Linked DNA regions of Mus musculus: all the other regions are linked to region 2. The links are chromatin contacts, called in public HiChIP or PLAC-seq maps. All regions are on one chromosome and are shown on one strand. The core of a region is the stretch at or near the end of the contact, and the rest is flanking DNA. Distances in the headings are between cores, read along the strand shown. Region 1 overlaps Tmcc3 (transmembrane and coiled coil domains 3). Region 2 holds the start of Socs2 (suppressor of cytokine signaling 2). Region 3 has its middle 16 kb from the start of Gm32898.

The links. HiChIP or PLAC-seq counts read pairs in DNA pulled down with a chosen protein or histone mark.
Region 1: a contact with region 2 is called in an HNF4G HiChIP or PLAC-seq map of pancreatic cancer cells. The contact joins the enhancer-like site here to the promoter of Socs2 in region 2. A contact is called at or near these places in 6 of 115 datasets of contacts at active chromatin or transcription factors (astrocytes, cardiomyocytes, embryonic forebrain and 3 more) and 1 of 9 other capture datasets (pancreatic islet).
Region 3: an H3K4me3 HiChIP or PLAC-seq map of bone marrow-derived macrophages shows a contact between it and region 2, with 4 times the contacts expected there. The contact joins the enhancer-like site here to the promoter of Socs2 in region 2. A contact is called at or near these places in 4 of 39 promoter capture datasets (cranial neural crest, embryonic stem cells, hippocampal neurons and 1 more), 16 of 484 Hi-C or Micro-C datasets (B cells, the C2C12 cell line, adipose-derived mesenchymal stem cells and 11 more), 13 of 115 datasets of contacts at active chromatin or transcription factors (VIP interneurons, acute myeloid leukemia, astrocytes and 10 more) and 3 of 9 other capture datasets (liver, macrophages and pancreatic islet).

What each region holds. Positions count from the first base shown.
Region 1 is chr10:94,553,694-94,557,004 of GRCm38.p6, reverse strand. The region is part of intron 1 of Tmcc3 (transmembrane and coiled coil domains 3); the gene reads right to left. Among named protein-coding and RNA genes, the nearest start is that of Mir7211, 31 kb to the left of the region's middle. Within about 2 kb of position 1,339, at least 20 of the 459 cell types and tissues checked have an H3K27ac peak or open chromatin away from gene starts, as enhancers often do. A contact at or near this core is called in pancreatic cancer cells, where this site is marked.
Region 2 is chr10:95,415,027-95,418,360 of GRCm38.p6, reverse strand. It overlaps Socs2 (suppressor of cytokine signaling 2), which reads left to right and starts at 1,504. Exons shown (of 3, transcript NM_007706.4): 1 at 1,504-1,743; 2 at 3,170-3,334. It overlaps 5730420D15Rik (RIKEN cDNA 5730420D15 gene), which reads right to left and starts at 986. Exons shown (of 5, transcript NR_045339.1): 1 at 682-986.
Region 3 is chr10:94,637,655-94,641,273 of GRCm38.p6, reverse strand. No RefSeq gene overlaps it. Among named protein-coding and RNA genes, the nearest start is that of Gm32898, 16 kb to the right of the region's middle. Within about 2 kb of position 1,818, at least 30 of the 459 cell types and tissues checked have an H3K27ac peak or open chromatin away from gene starts, as enhancers often do. A contact at or near this core is called in acute myeloid leukemia, bone marrow-derived macrophages, macrophages and 1 more, where this site is marked.

The DNA of each region.
Region 1 (3,311 bases), core at 90-2,589, 860 kb after region 2:
CACCGCCATCCCCTCCTATGCTACCCCTGCCCTTCCACCCCTGCCACTACCACCACCATGTGCTTCCTGGTTTTGGAAACATCACAGACAACCAACCATCCATAGAGAACCATTTAGAAAGAAGGAAAGAAGGAAAGGAGCAAAGGAGGAAAGGAAGGAAAGGAAGGAAAGGAAGGAAGGAAAGGAAAGGAAGGAAGGGAAGGAAGGGAAGGAAGGGAAGGAAGGGAAGGAAGGGAAGGAAGGGAAGGAAGGGAAGGGAAGGGAAGGGAAGGGAAGGGAAGGGAAGGGAAGGGAAGGAAGGAAAGAAGGAAGAGGGGTCAGTTGGGGAGGGAGAAACAGACAGACAAAACTTATAGAAAATGATGTAGCCATCAAAATGGAAATGGAGCTGACCAGCTACCATGGGAAGCTATCGAAATTAATAGGGAAAAGCAAGATGCTGAGCTCTGCCTATGGTGCCCGCCCATCTGTGCTTCAGAGGGTGGAACAGGTTACTGTAGAGTACTGTACAAGAGTACTGTATCCACATGGAATTTTCTAGGAGGACATCCTAAGAATTTTGAGTGGTAGCTGCCCATGGAGAAGTGGGTTGGGAGTCTAGAGATGAAACACTTTGTCTCCCGTTGCCCTTTGCCGTCCTTAAGCTCTCTATTGAAAAACAAGGCCCCTCCCAGGGAGACCAACAGACAACTTACCTGTGACACAGCATTACCACAGGCAAGTCCCTTCTCTGACTCATCCCAAGGCTGGCTTGCTCGTAGGGACAAACCAACTTTCCCCGATAGTAAGACTTCTCTGGCTGCACGCTGACTTCATCATCTCTCTATGTGTTGATTTCCTTTAGAAAGGTAACTCCACTAGAAAAGAGGTTTTAAAATCCAATCCCCGAGGAATTAAAACCATGTTTGTTGATACTCAGCTGGAATCACCAACTCAGAATATAAAACTTCAAGTAACAACCCCCCTCCCCAAATACAGTATACTAATATTACATTTCTCTTCTAAGGTCTTCACGAATTACTATTTTCTCAAGGTACCAATGCCGCCGGAAAACACTTCTGCTAAAGGCTACTTTCCCAAATGCTCCCAGCTTTGAATTTGGACTGTGTGGACAGTGATTTTTTCCCCAATACAGACTCCTCACTGGGAACACCCACTGGAGCAAAACAATACCATATGTACACACATACACGCGCGCGCGCGCGCGCGCACACACACACACACACACACACACACACAGCACAGCACAAGGATTCTTCTGTCTGCAGTGCCAATGGGCTGACTGTATGCATGAGTCCTGTAAGACTATAATGAAGCTGAAAAAAAACAAAACAAAACAAACCTGGTGACATCATAGTATGTTCATATCATAGCAGAAAACATTACTCAAGAGTCTGGGCAAAACCAGTGTAAACAAACCTACTTCATTAGCGGCCACAGAAAAGTGTGACACATAGAAGAAAAGTGTAACACATACACTCACTTGGAAACAGAGGAGTGTGTTCCTGGTTTATGGACTCTCGGTGTTTCCCATCATTATTTGACCTTACTCTCCTCCTAGGTCATTAAAAACAAAAAGAGTTCATCAAAAGAGTAAAATAGCACCATGCAGGTCCCCCGAGGTCTAGGAGGTGCCACTGTCACCATAGGATGGGCCCATGTGCCTGACCTCTCCTGAAGACCTTGTTGATTGGGACAGATCCAGGGAGACATTTGCAGCAGTGTGCATACATACTCTACCATAGGAAGAAGGCCCAGGTTAAGGCGTATGGTTGAATCTCAGGTGTCTGGTTTTTGGTTTTTGGTTTTGGGTTTTGTTTTTTAAACAAAAAGCTAAGGAGTTTTTTTTTAAAAACAACATTTAAAACAGAGTAAAGATTTTTGTATAGCTCAGGAGTTCAGTCATGACCCATTTGTGGGGGATCGCATGACCCTTTCACAGAGGTCACCTATGCATATCATATATTTACATTATGATTCATAACAGTAGCAGAATTACAGTTATGAAGTGGCAACACAAGTAATTTTATGGTTGGGGTCAGCACAACATGACCCCAAACTGTGTTAAAGCGTTGCAGCATTAAGAAGGCTGAGAACTACAGGTCTAGCTAGACGGTGTCTCTTTTAATTATTATTTTTTTTAAAGTCACAAAGTTGAAGAACTTAAAAATTTTAGAAAATAAAGTGACATTAAAATAAGTTTACTACTGAAGAAAAATATTTTTTGTACATAAATTTTGTGGTGCCTACAAGTCCAATTTTTACAAAATTACATTGATAGGACTAGGTGTGATGCCCTAGGCTTTTACAGTCCCTCACCGGCATCTCACTGACTCCTGCAGGGCAGCTTCCAGTCCCAGAAGTGCCCTAGATGCTGCACCATTAAAATTAAATAAATATACAATGAAATAAATAAATAAATAAATAAATAAATAAATAAAGTTAGTTTTGGTATTTTTATTGTGCCTTTTCCATGTTTAGAAACACACACACAAACACAGCTATGTTACAACTGCTCACAGTGTGTAGCACAGTGCTCCATATGAGGGTTTGTGTGTGGGAGCGTGGCAGGCTGTACTCCGAAGCCTAGCCATGTAGTACGCTGGACTGCCTAGGCTTGTGTAAGTGTACTTCACGATGTTTGCAAAATGGCAACATCACCTAGTGAAAGATTTCTCAGAACCTGTCTCCTCAAGTCATCTCTGGTATGGTGACACATGGTAGTGTCATACATCCTGGGATGGCTAGAGAGAGAGAGAGAGAGAGAGAGAGAGAGAGAGAGAGAGACTGCTTACATAGAGCTCATATGACTTTTCAGGGGCTGAGCTGCTGTGTTTGTGAGTCCTAGTCTTTAATGTTTTACCTGGACTTTTAAAAATGGTTTCTGTAACAATAACTACAAACAAACAAACAAAACAAAAAGCAATAAAGCCATGTCCTGAAGGTTGGGACCACATTCTCAGAAGCCAAAACAGAAGAGAACTTGGTTCGTTAAAATACACTCTGGTAGCTCTAGGCCTCTGAAACGAAGCAACGCTAGAATCAGATTAAGATAAATTGGAACTGTTTACATCTAAGTTATTCTTAAAATATTAAAAAACGGGCACTTGAACACGCCCACGCCTTCTTAGAGAGATTCAGAAACCCAACTGCCCAGGTAGGAGAATACATTAAAAACGTTCACAATAGCATCGGTCACAGAGCAAGTCACAGGAAAACCACGAAACGACGCGTAGATAATCCAAAGGCCTTGGGCAAAGCGAGTGCATGCCCGCGTGCACACACACACACACACACACACACACACACAC
Region 2 (3,334 bases), core at 255-2,754:
TTACTCCCTGGCTTTACACAGGCTTTCTAAAACTTGAGTAAGAGGCATCCTTCCCATCAAAGATTCCAGGAAAACAGCCTCCCCCCTCCGCGGCCACACATACGAATCTATCGCTGACAAAGCCCCTGTAAGCTGGCTTATGTCCTCCCCTCGCGTTCACCATTCTGTAAGTGCATAGAATTATTTAAGAGGAAAAAAATTACTGTGGATAAAAATTGGTTCGGGGCCTTGGAATTGGCCGGTCGTGTTGTGTTTCCTTCCAGGGCCGGCAGGCGGGGCACCAGGCAAGGCTTGGAAGCCGCGCCTCTCTCAACCTCTCCTGGCCACCCTTGCCCAACTTCCCCATAGACACAGCTTCAACTAAAAGTGGCCATTGACCTTTCAAGCTTTTGAGCAGTGGGGCAACAGAACAGTATTTCAAAGAAAAATGGTTATCGAAATTTCGAATCCGGTTTTCCCATGAGTGTTTTTTTTTTGTTTTTGTTTTTCTGTTAAAAAAAAAAAAAGTAGGTCACATTCAAAGTGGGTCACGTTTCAGGAGCCGGCGTGCCTGGATGCCGGCGCGGAGGCTAGGTGGCCTCTTACAGAGTGGGAGGTGAGGGTCCCAATAGGAAAGAAGTACTGGGATCAATACGAACTCCGGGTCCCTGGCTTTGCAAGGATTCACAGAGACAAACGCACCAGGCCTGTGACCCCGCACCCCACCCGGGCACAGGTAAGGGCACCTCCTCTGTAGGGTGGCCAGGGTGGGTCTCCCGAAGGGCAAGCAGGAGTTGAGCTGAGGAGGAAAGGAGAAGCTGGGCAAGGCTGATGCAGGGGACTACCAGTTGGAGCTCCAGGGGGGAGGGATTGAGGGCAGTCTGCGCAGCTTTAAGGAGGCGCTCAGCTCGTCTCTTTCCTGGCCTTCTAGGATGCTGGCGGAGGGGACAGTCTCTGGTTCGCTTCCCGAGGTGCCCGGGAGTGGTAGTCGACCTGGGCAGTGGCGTGCTAGCTCTAGCTCTGTGTGTGTCTTAGAGAGGGAGGGACGGACATCTGAGCCCCGCCCCCTTCCCGCACGCTGGTCCTGCATCCCACATGGAGGAGAGGAGGGTCGCGTCTGGCAGGCGCACAGCGGGGTGGATGGCTGGCCTAAAGGTTCCCTCCTACGTGGAGGGCTGGGGAGAAGAGGGGCTGCTATTCGCGGGACCGAGGTGCTCAGCTGTTGCAGACACAGGGGCAGGTACTGGTGGCTTAATAGGCATTGGCTGGGGACTTCTCCTTGTTCCCGAGCACCCCGAGGTGCAGGGTCAGAGGAGGGCGGAGTCGCAGGCTTCCACCCCGCAGCCACCAGCACCAGCACCCGCACCGGCTCTCTCCACCCGGCTCCCTTGAAGCCTGCGCATTAGCGGCCGGGGCCTCTTTAAAGCGCTGGCGGGGGCTGCGGTCACGTGAGGCGGATTCCTGGAAAGTTCCTGGAAAGCGGCCTCCGCCGCGGCCGGGCGGGGCGCGAGGGGCGGGAGGCGGGGAGCGAGGGAGGCGCGTCGGGCTGGGAAGTCGCGCGCACACTCGGCTCCGGGGACAGACGGTTAACTCTTGCCAAGTCTCGCCGCCTCTGCGGCTCCCGGGCCTTGGGCTTCCCCCCTGAAGCATGAGCCTTTCCTCCCGCAGCCGCCAACGCTGCGCGGGTCTCGGACAGTGCGCGCCGGGACTCCAGGCGCGCGCCCTCAAGATCCCTTGTGCCCGGAGCCCGGAAGCTTGCGGCAGGTACCGCTCGCGAAGCCCGAAGGTTCCGCCCGGGGGGACAGTGGCCGGGAGGGCGGCGGGGTGCGAGCACGGGGGCGGCGGCGGACCGCCTGGGCGTCCGCAGTTTAGGGCGCCCCGGGAGAGTTCAAGTCGGGGCTCTGCCCCATCCGGACTCAACTGCCTCCTCTCTCCCGGGTTCCTTCTCGGTCTCGGGAAATTTTCCGAGCACCCCCACCCCCCAACAACTGCTACCCAAATTTATAATCCTAATAACCTGATCTCCCGCTCCTCCCCGCCAGCCTCCGCCCTTGCTCCCCCACCCCACCCCTTCTCTTTCTCCCATCTCCTCCGCTTCAACTGGAGGGAAACCCGGCACTGGCGAGCAGGGGTGTCAGCCTGGGGCGGAGAGGGGGGGGGGAAGCTAGGCGACGATCCCTGGGATTTTTGTCTGCCTTTGGCGCAGAAAAACTCGGTTGCTTTTACTGAGCGCAGAGCCGATTGCATCCCCAGGCATCTCCTTCCACAAATAAACGTCACCCGGGGAACTCAGACGGACACCCCTCCTTGCCCCCTGGCTCCCCCGCCCCTTGTCCGCTGGGGAGGCTGCCTAGTGCGGAGGCGGCAGTCGCGGCGGTGGAGGTAAGACCTCAGTCCCAGTTGATGGCATGGCCCGCTGCGCTCGCTGTTGCGGGCTCAGCCCCGGCCTCATTTGGAGCTCCGGCGGGGGCTGCACGCTCCGGCCGATTCCTCGACAGCGCCCGCGGCGGCAGCCGCAGGAGCCGCGGTCCGCGTTTTGGAGCGACCGCCGCTGAGCCCCCCATCCTCGTCTGGAGCGTGCTCCAGGAAGCGGCAGGAGTGGGGGTGAGGCCGCCTCCGAGGCAGGGATGCAGCGGCTGGCGCGCCGCTAGCGCACCGCAGCACCCTCGGCTGGCGACCCAGGAGCCCTGCGGCGCTTTAGGGCGTGGAACCAGGTTTTGCCGGATGCATCCTCCCAAGGGCCCTGGGGCTGCTCGAAATGTAAGATGGAAATGCCAAGTGCAGAGAACTGCCCGGTTCTTTGTGTAATGTTTTCCCCCCCACCCCCACCCCCCACTTGCCCATGACAAAGGCCTATCCATCCGGACCCGCAGGTGACTGTTTCCTGGGCTGCCTGTGTGTAATTCCAGCACACAGTTCTTCGGCGGGAAAACACCTTGTTTACTCTCATCCTGTCTCCCTCCTCACCCCTCTACTCCGGCCAACTTTAGTGTCTTGGATCTCTGCCCTTTTTACCCGTCTTTCCCCAGAGTTGGGCAGGGCGTTAGCTGGATGCTCGGGGTTAAATGGTACAGAACACGCAGGCGGAGGAGTCCCTGGGATTTTCCACGTGTCTGTTTACCCACCCCCACCTCGGCCGTAGGGGTTCAGCCCAGACTGACCCAATCTCTGTTCCATTGTTTCTTCACAGGCGATCTGTGGGTGACAGTGTCTGCGAGAGACTTTGCCACACCATTCTGCCGGAATTTGGAGAAAAAGAACCAGCCGCTTCCAGTCCCCTCCCCCTCCGCCACCATTTCGGACACCCTGCACACTCTCGTTTTGGGGTACCCTGTGACTTCCAGGCAGCACGCGA
Region 3 (3,619 bases), core at 569-3,068, 780 kb after region 2:
TCTATCTATCTATCTATCTATCTATTCTGATTTATGTGTAGGTGTGTATGTCTCTCTGTGTGTTTACTATGTGTGTGCCCATGCCTGCAGAGGCCAGAAGAGATGTCATCATATTCTCTGGAGCTGGCATTACAGGCAGTGGTGGGTCCCCTGGGTCCTAGGAACCATGTCCAGGTCTTCTGGAAAAGCCACACTTGCTCTTAACTCTCAGCCATCTCTCCCACCCCTCGTGTCTTGTCAGGCATTTTGGTGCGAGCAACAAAGAGAGCAACTAATACACCACGCCAGCAGTTTTTCCAGTTGCTTCCTACTGCCTGCCCTTTCCCTGTTTCTAGCTATAATTACATATTTATTTGGTTCATAAATATAGCATTAAAAAATCATGGGCTTCTTTCCTTTTCCTATCTTGCATAATGACGATGTGTCCCCCCAAGGAACTCAAGTCTAGATCCAAATGCTGGCTAGGATAAGAAATAAGAAAATGAAAATTATTTTATTCTAAGACTTGGACTTGATGCAATTTTAGGGATGAGGAGCAGGCTGCTTCTGCTTCCCTTTCGCTTCCTGTCAGCCCCATGATTTCGGGCCTTTTTTAAAAAGCTACAAATAGGCCTGACCTATCTGACAAATTTCAAAGTCAACTTTCTTACAGTTTGCCACTTCCCAGACAGAAGTTAAACTTCACATTCTCCCTGACTCCAGACAGCAGAGCATTTCCTTATTAAACCTTTTAACAAGGTTTCCAACCAAGATCTAGTGCTGCTGCAGGGAGGGATGGAATTGGAAGATTCTGGAATGGGAGACGTATTCTCCCCCCAAACCCCCCTCCACGGGTCATTTCTACCTTGCTTAATGTACTAGAAGTCATTCGGAAGTCATTTGAACCTGAAACAATGTCTGCAAAATAAGTCTGTGTTTAGTATTTCACTGAGTTTTTTTTTGGGGGGGGCGGGGTAAAACCCCTTCCCTTTCCTCCCCTGTGGTCAACATCACACTTCCGGTGTACAGTCTGCAATGTCTGCTCTCTCAGCTTCTCTTGCAGCCCAGCATGACGGATTACCAATGGCAAGGAAAGGGCTCTAAGAAGCCTGATGGGCTTACTCATTGCTTTTCTTACTGTTGTGGCAGAAGACTCTCTCTCTCTCTCTCTCTCTCTCTCTCTCTCTCTCTCTCTCTCTCTCTCTCTCTCTCTTTTGGGGGGTTGGGTTTTTTTGAGACAGGGTTTCTCAGTATAGCCCTGGCTGTCCTTGGAACTCACTATGTAGACCAGGCTGGCCTCGAACTCAGAAATCTGCCTGCCTCTGCCTCCCAAGTGATGGGATTAAAGGTGTGCGCCACCACCGCCCAGCTGTGGCAGAAGATTCTTAAGGAACAGTTTGAGGGTACAGATTATCAAGAAAGGATGGCGTGGTGGCGGGAGCTCAAGGCAGCTGGATATGCTGTATCCACAGTGAAAAAGCCGAGAGAGGTAATGGTTGCTTTTAAGTTTGCTCTTTTTCCCCCAGGTTTCATTCAGTCTGGGATCCAAGCCCAAGGGATGGTATTACACACATTCAGGGTAGGTTTTCCCTCCTCAGTTAAACTTCTCTGGAAGTATCCACCCAGGCACACCCAGAGGTATATATTCCAGGTAATTCTAAACCCAGTCAAGTTGACACTGAAGAGTGATCACTTGTGTTGGTTTGAATAGGGATGGTCCTCAGAGACTCATGTGTGTGAATGCTTGGACCACAAGAAATGTCACTATTAGGAGACGTGGCCTCGTTGGAGTGGGTGTGGCTTCGTTGGAGGAAGTGCATCACTGCGGAGGCAGGGCTTTGAGGTTTTATAAGCTCAAGTCTGGCCAGTGTGTCCCCCTGCTGCCCGTGGACCAAAATGTAGAACTCTCAGCTCCTTCTCCAGCACTGTCTGCCTGCACACTGCCATGCTTCCTGCCCTGATGATAGTGGACTGAACCTCTGAATCTACAAACCAGCCACAGTTAAATATTTTCCTCTATAAGAGTGGCTGTGGTCATTATAGCAATGAGACACCAGCTAAGACATCACTCACTGTAAGGGGGCTCTGGAGAAAGTTCCTTTCTGTATCAAAAGAGGCCTCCCTTCCTGCTTGCTGGACATGTGCCTGCTTGTGATAGTCCTGGGAATATTGTCTTCATCCCCAAATAAGGTACCTTTCCCTGGCAAGCCTGTCCCTGGGCCCATCCTTTGAAATCCATCATTTGCGGGGCTTTACTGTGTGATGTTGTGAAGGATATATATTTTGAAAGATTATATAGCTGGACTCTGTCCCCCTTCCTGGCTCATATGTCCTATGATCCTTGTAATCATGGTTGCTGAAACATGTCTTCTATATGTTGGTTAAATGCCTGGTAGTTGGGAGCCCCTGGGCACTGCTGTGTGGGGCTGGTTGATGGGAAATGCCCTGTGGAGTACTTGTACTTGTGCTCTGTACCAGCATTACACCAGACTTGTGACTGGTTTCTCTGACTTCTAGTTCTTCATCCTGACCCAGGCTTCCAAGTTCCTCTTCTAACACCGCTTTTACGTTATTGAGAAGCTACTGAGCAACCCCCCCCCCCCCCGTTCAATTCCAGTCACTTACATCCTGTCATCCGCAATGGCTTTACCTTTCCATGGACCTCCCTGCGATCCAGACATCATTTATTTTTTATTTTAGATTGTCCACCTCTTTCCTTCCCTCCAATTTAAATCCTGTTCATCTGTTCATGGCCCTGCCCAAACGCTATCTTCCTTTCCTCCCACTGGGCATCAATAGGATTTGATGGTGATTTTTTAAAAATGTGATTTATTGTGTAGTTTTACTACCTGTCATTTCACACACTTAGTTTCTTTCTCTCTCCAGAATTACCTTTGAATAGAATCTGAAGACAAAGTCTGTGTCATAATTATTAGTGTACTGTGCAGCGCTGATGACAGTGCTCTGTAGAGCCGACACTCAAAAAAAATTTTTTTTGCAGAGTGACTAATAGACATTTCCCAATTTGGCAGCGTGTGGCAGGGAATGGAGATGAATGTAAAGCTGCAATTTAAATGACGAGAGGGGATCTTGTCAGCAGGGGAGAGAGGGGGGAAAAACATTTAACGGATGCAAATAGTCTGGTCAAGAAGACACAGTAGAAGCAGGAAATATACAATACTTTGTGTGAAGTTGTCTTCAACAGAACAGAGATAGAGAAAAATCCCATCAGCTGGATAGGGACTGTAGGGACGAGCCCCAAGACACTGGACAGTCTGTGATCTTCAAAAGTTTCCGTTTCTTGAAGGGCACCCGTAGCCAGTGACTTCAGCTGCAATGTCTCAAAGGACTCAAGAGTAGGAAGATATGGGGGTGACCTTTGGACACAGCATTCCATGTACATAAGAACTCTCACTCTTTTTAACTCTCTCCCAAGGCTCACAGCTCACAGCTCACAGGAAAGGTTTCCTCGGGAATGTGAAGGGGTCATAAGAGAGCACCCTTGGCCAGGAGACCGGCACACTGAAATTGTCCTAGACACAAGCTTCCTGCGTCCCTCTCTGTGAAGCCATCTCTTCCCTCCGTCTCTGGGACTCCCCAGCTTTCATGACTCTGTTTTCAATGGATTGCCCTTCCTCCC